2 separate regions of the Sus scrofa genome follow, and region 1 is linked to region 2. The links are chromatin contacts, called in public Hi-C maps. All regions are on one chromosome and are shown on one strand. The core of a region is the stretch at or near the end of the contact, and the rest is flanking DNA. Distances in the headings are between cores, read along the strand shown.

Region 1 (2,984 bases), core at 218-2,717, 190 kb after region 2:
GATGAGCAGAGCAGACAGTGTCCATTTGATCCAATCCAAAAAACTGTCTATTCGATACAGTAGTAAATCACCTCAATTCCTTTGTGGAATGAGTGGAGTGTAAATAAATAAATGAGACATGAGAAAAAAATTCTGGTCAATTGTATCAGAAAGAAATAAAAGATAGGAACATTTGGAGGCCTGGTTTAATAAAAAATATGACAAGGAATTGTATGTGATAGCTGTAAAGAGAGGAAGAATCCTTACTAATATAGTATGTCCATAAAGCAGTTTCTCCCTTCTCTAGGAAGGAAGACGATTTTGTCATTTAAGAATAATTATCAATTCTTTGAAGTTGGAGGATCTATGTTGTAAGATGACTCTTATTCACTTTTACCTCCAGCAAAAAGAATTCAGATTTTCAGCACTTCTTCTAATATTTCTAAAACTGAGTAGGAAGTTCAGATTCCATTTTAGGCAATAGGTATGTTTGGGGGTGTATTTTTTGTTGTTACTTTGCATTTTTTTACATCAGTGGTGGTAAAATTGTCTTTTATTTTATTTTGAGAGAACTCCAAAATGTTCTCATTCTTCCTTTTGCAATTAGTGTTTGGTGTGGTTCTTAGAGAATTATACTAAAATGACTTGCATGTGACTACTTAATTTTTTTACTATTTTACTGTCTGACATTTTCGGTATGAAATATTAATAGAGCCATTACTCTGTGTCAGGTTTTGGGTTCCAGGTGGGGATGAAAGGCAAGTTATAACAAATTTTGTGTTCTGTAGGAGCTGGAAAGTAGTAAAGTGATTCTCAACATCAAATTCCAGGATGTCTAGCATCAGAATCACATTCAGGGCTTGTTTAAAATGCAATCAAGTCTCACGCTAAACAGCTAGAAAGCAGAATTTCTAGAAGTGGGACTTTGGGATCTGCACTGTAATAGTTTCCCTCTGAATTTAATGAAAACTAAAATTTAGTGAGGGTTGAAGGATAGAAGAATAAACAATTTACGTTGCGACTGGCGCTACAATACAATCTTCAAAGCACAATAGTAGCATCTAGGAAGGACCATTGCCATGGCAGTTTTTACCTAAAGAAAAAAAATTCCCTACACACACACACACACACACACACACACACACACACACACACACACAGACTTTCTGGGGTTTTTAGAAAAATCCGGTAAGAAGATTTAGAGAGGAGACAATAAGTATTTGTTGATTAAACGATCAGCTTGGAGGGAACAGATACTATAATTCTGTTCCAATATTCTTTTTGATGCTTATAGGTGGACAGTGGTACCTATCTCTGTTCAGCTTTTTGTCCTGAGAGCTCTCTCCTGCTCGTAGCGAGGGCAATCGGTCCTCCCAAGCGTCTGAACCAGGTAGGAAAGAGTGTAAGAGCCAATCGGAGCGCTCTCCGGCGCCGCTCCCGGCCGGCTTCCTCCGGGAGGACTGGCGGAAGAAGGGACTCTCTTACCGTCATTCAGTCAGACAAAGACGACCACAGGGGTTTAGGGAGGTCGAAAACTTCAGGTGGGGCACTATGCGAGGTTTTAAACCTCGGCGGAGCTGATGAAAGGCCAGTAAGTCTCTTAACCGGGAAACCCGGAGGCCCTTTCGGCACCTTATTTTCCGGGATCGTGGAGAAACGGCCCGCAGTCGTGGCGGTGCCAGGGACCAAAATGGCGGCGCGGCGCTTCAGCCCCCGGGTCAGGTGACGCAGCCCCAGGCCGCTCGCTTCCCACCAGCCGCTGCTCCTCCCTCGTCCCCTCGTAGGGGCGGGTGTGGCCTGACCGCGGACTCTTTTCGGAGGCGAGGCGCACCGAGGGACACACATGCGCAGTCAGGGTCCCTTCGGGCCACCGCCCCGCCCATCGCCCCGCCCCGAAGTGCCGGGCGGGGCTGGGCCAAGAGTCCAGCCGCTGTGGCCAGGACTTCAGCGACTTCCTTGTTGTGAGCCTTCGCCCGGCAGTGTCCGGACTGGTAGGCACGCCGTCCTTACAGGGATCGCTAGCCCGAGTCTAGGTCGCAGCCACAACCCCAGCCCGTTTCAGCACAGGTCCTTCCCCCGCACGCTCCGCGCTCCCTGACATGCCCAACCCCAGCAGCACCTCCTCTCCCTACCCCCTCCCCGAGGAAATTAGGAACCTGTTGGCAGGTAAAAAGCGGGAAGGGGGCGGGTAACGCGGCGGGGGCGGGGGGACGGCGAGCCGATGGGGACAGAAGCGTTCAGCGTCTCTCCTCTTCCCTGCCCGCGCTCACCTCTTCTGGCCATTGGGAGCGGGACTGGGAGGGGGCAAGTGGGGTCTGAGAAGGAGAGTGGGCGTGCGTGTTGAAATTTGGTTCGAGGATGGTGGCGAAGCCCTGCTTGGTGGGCTACACTAAGGCGATCAGGGCAGTTCTTTGTGTGTGTGTGTGTGTATGTGTGAGTGTGAGTGTGTGTGAGAGAGAGAGAGGAGGGAGGTGAGAGATCAAAGAACTAATTCTTTGGTCGCTGGACCGATGAGGAGAAAGAGATTTCTGAGCTACAGGCGTTAGGAGTTAGGGGTTATGGGACCACAGGGTTTGTCATTTCTAAAACTCCCATCTTTCTTGAACATTCAGTCTACTCATATTTGAGCTTTTCAAAGAGGGCCTGACTTTCAAATAGCCACTTGTCTTCAGCCTGAGTAACATGTTAAAACAAAAAAGGAAGGATGTGTTAAAGTCCAACTTCCTGTGTCACACGACGAAAGTACAGTACTTCATCTTTGCACCCTCATCTTCCCCTTTTCAGTTTTAAATGAACGTTTATGGGAATTTAGGAATTAAAGGTACACTTTCAAGGCTATTATGAATACACTACTAGTTCTTTAATGTACTAGATATGGAGATGTGTATTTTCAGTAAGGGGCAATAAAAATTTGTATTTCTGCATGAGGTAGAAAAATACATCTTTATTTAGAGTAGCACAGATGTTACCTATTCTGATGCTCTGGAATTCTTCCCATTATTCAC
Region 2 (3,000 bases), core at 437-2,936:
AACCTCTTTGTACCACTTCAGGGTGATTGCAGTTAGAAAGCTAACATGATCCCTTTTTTAACCTCTTTTCCTAAATTAGTTTAAAGATTAGTCCCATATAATAGGCTTTATGTGGCTAAGCATTAAATGACTATCCATCAAATGGATATATTCCAGCATTTAGTAACTCCTATGAGTAACCGATATAAATGAAGATAGAACTGACATTCCTTTTGAAGTGTCTCCAGACTTAAGCTATAACTTTCCTTGTCTGCTTTCCAGACTTAGTTGTGAGAAGGCTGTTTATACTGTTCTTTGAAAAAATCAACTAAGGTGCACCAGCTGAAAAATCTTTGCTTTGCTTGCCCATATGAAAGTATTTTTAGAATCGAGACTATGCTAGTTTGCACTGCTTTAATCTGCGATGAAAAGTAGGATCTAGGTGTGTCTGTTAGAAAAGGAAACGGAAAGTACACACTACGATCGTGTAAGGCATCAGTATTTACTTCAGAGATCAACATTAGGTATAATTAATATGTAATTCATTTGTCAATAACGGCAGTTAATTGACCCATCATATTTCAATGACCAAATGGCAGGCAAAAGTCCTCTTTCTCTACTTTCCAGAGCTGCCGATGTCGTTAATATGCTAACTTTCAGTAATTCAGAAACTCTAGACTGTTCTTAAATATACCTTTTCGTGTCAGTCTGGAAAAGCTGAGACAAAAACATTCTCAGCGGGAAAAGACCGGTGGCACAATGCCTGTGCTATCCTTAGCTTGTTTTTGTTTGGGGAGTGTTCTTTAGTAGGAAGATGTTGGTTTCCATGCTGTATTTTGTGGCGGCATCGTCGCTTCTATCCATCCCCATCGTCTCTCTCACAATTGCACCTATTAAATTCGAGCATGTTTAATTCTGAATGCCACTTCCATCAAATGAGATGCTATTAGAAGGTTCTCGTTTTTCTTAGGGAAACAACCAAATAGATTCTGCTTCTAAAAAATAGAAAAAGAAAGAAAGAAAAGTGTTCATTCGGTTATATTGGAATAGCTTTGCTTTATTTCCTGGGGCCGATTTCTCTCAGCTGCTCACCCACCCACCCTTTTTGGCTCGTGCATGGCTTCTCAAACAGGGAACGTCGGGGGGCCCCGGACACAGCGAGCCTGACGTGGGGAAGGGAATCAGCTGGTAAGAAAACCGGTCAGTTGGCCTCATTCCAGGGCCCGGATAAAAAACAGGACACCCCCTTAGTCCTGGCACCATTCCCTCCCCCAGGCGGCCTCGAGCCCAGGAGGCCGCCAGGTCAGGCTAGGCTGGGCCCCGAGGTCAGCGCTGGGCCGCGGCCGCCTGGCTGCCCCGAGGCCTAGCCCGGAGTAGGGCACGCATGGGGCCCAGTCTGGGCATCTGAGAGAACCAGAAGCCTCTGGTTCCCAAATTCCCACAGGGACTCAAAGTTGGGGCGTGGGGGCGGGGTTGGAGGACCCAAGCGCCAGCTACCCCCCTCTGCTCAGAGCGGGACACCAGCATCCATCACCCGCCGGCGCGCTTCCTGATCCGGGTCCGCGCGCGCGGCGCGCACATTGGAGGGGGCGGATCACGTGGAGGTCCTGGGCGGGGCGCGCGCGGGGTCGCGACGGAGCGCGCGCGCGGGCGCGGGCGGGGGAGGAGCGCGAACTTTGGCGGCGTCGGCGGCGGAGGGAGGGGGAGGGGTGGGCGCTTGACAGCGGGGGAGGGGAAGGGAGCAGAGGAAGGGGGATGGGAAGCGAAGCGGGAGGGGGAGGGGCCTCGGCGAGCCCAGAAAAACGACAACGCGAGAAAAATTAGTATTTTTGCACTTCACAAATTAATGACCATGAGCTCGTTTTTGATAAACTCCAACTACATCGAGCCCAAGTTCCCTCCCTTCGAGGAGTACGCGCAGCACAGCGGCCCGGGCGGCGGAGACGGCGGCCCGGGCGGGGGTCCCGGCTACCAGCAGCCCCCAGCGCCCGCGGCCCAGCACCTGCCGCCGCAGCAGCCCCAGCTCCCCCACACGGGCGGCGGCCGTGAGCCCCCCGCCTCCTACTACGCGCCGCGGGCCGCCCGCGAGCCCTCCTACCCCGCGGCCGCGCTCTACCCCGCGCACGGTGCGGCCGACGCCGCCTACCCCTACGGCTACCGCGGCGGCGCTAGCCCCGGGCGGCCGCCGCAGTCCGAGCAGCCCCCGGCGCACGCCAAGGGTCCCGCGCACGGCCTGCACGCGACCCATGTCCTGCCGCCCGGGCGGCAGCCCCCGCCGCCGCCGCCGCCGCCTCCCCCGCAGCATCGCGCGGCGGCCCCCGCGCCCCCGCGGCGCTGCCAGGCGGCTCCTGCCACCCCGGGCGTCCCCGCAGGGGGCAGCGCCCCCGCGTGCCCGCTGCTCCTGGCCGACAAGAGCCCGGCGGGCCTGAAGGGCAAGGAGCCCGTGGTGTACCCCTGGATGAAGAAGATCCATGTCAGCGCCGGTACGTGGCGCCGCCGGGGAGGCGCGGGCGGGTGGGCTGGGGCCGAGCCCAGGCTCCAAGGTCGGGGTGGGGGTTAGGGGGAGAGGCCGAGGGGAAGGGGGCCTCGGGAGGGGAGCCCCCAACTGGCCCAAGCTACTGTGGGACGTGGGTGTGTGTGCGCCAGCCAGCCGCCAGATCCCAACGTGAGAACCCTTTTGTACCCGGGGTCCCTTTATCGGGAGATTTACGAGACGCCAAACTGTTAGGGCAGTAATTATAGCCCCCATAAATTTAATTGCCCTGGCAGAGGCTTCAGGCCATGTGTCTTTGAAGCTTTTCTTCAGCCCCAATGCCCAGCACCATTCTTTATGGCTCTCGGGTGTTTCCCGTTGTCAATAGCCTGTGAAACATTTTCTTTGCAGTTTTATGTATCTTGCGTGAACTTGGTGTCAGGTTATTATATAATGATGATGTCCAATTGCTCTTCCCCACCCCACCTTCTCTCTCCTCCTCCTTTCCCTCTCTTCCACTCCGTCTTCCTTGGCTTTCTCCATCGGGG

Evidence for each region. A called contact is a pair of places that touch in the nucleus more often than the background predicts.
Region 1: a Hi-C map of mesenteric adipose tissue shows a contact between it and region 2, with 3 times the contacts expected there. The contact joins the promoter of SKAP2 here to the promoter of HOXA4 in region 2. A contact is called at or near these places in 3 of 5 promoter capture datasets (fetal liver, fetal skeletal muscle and liver), 20 of 47 Hi-C or Micro-C datasets (alveolar macrophages, embryonic fibroblasts, epiblast stem cells and 9 more) and 1 of 2 datasets of contacts at active chromatin or transcription factors (skeletal muscle).

The regions. Positions count from the first base shown.
Region 1 is chr18:45,635,462-45,638,445 of Sscrofa11.1, forward strand. It overlaps SKAP2 (src kinase-associated phosphoprotein 2), which reads left to right and starts at 1,468. Exons shown (of 15, transcript XR_002340310.1): 1 at 1,468-2,145.
Region 2 is chr18:45,441,582-45,444,581 of Sscrofa11.1, forward strand. HOXA4 (homeobox protein Hox-A4) reads left to right here and starts at 1,687. Exons shown (of 2, transcript XM_003134841.4): 1 at 1,687-2,462. The coding sequence starts at 1,826. The region is part of intron 2 of HOXA3 (homeobox protein Hox-A3); the gene reads left to right.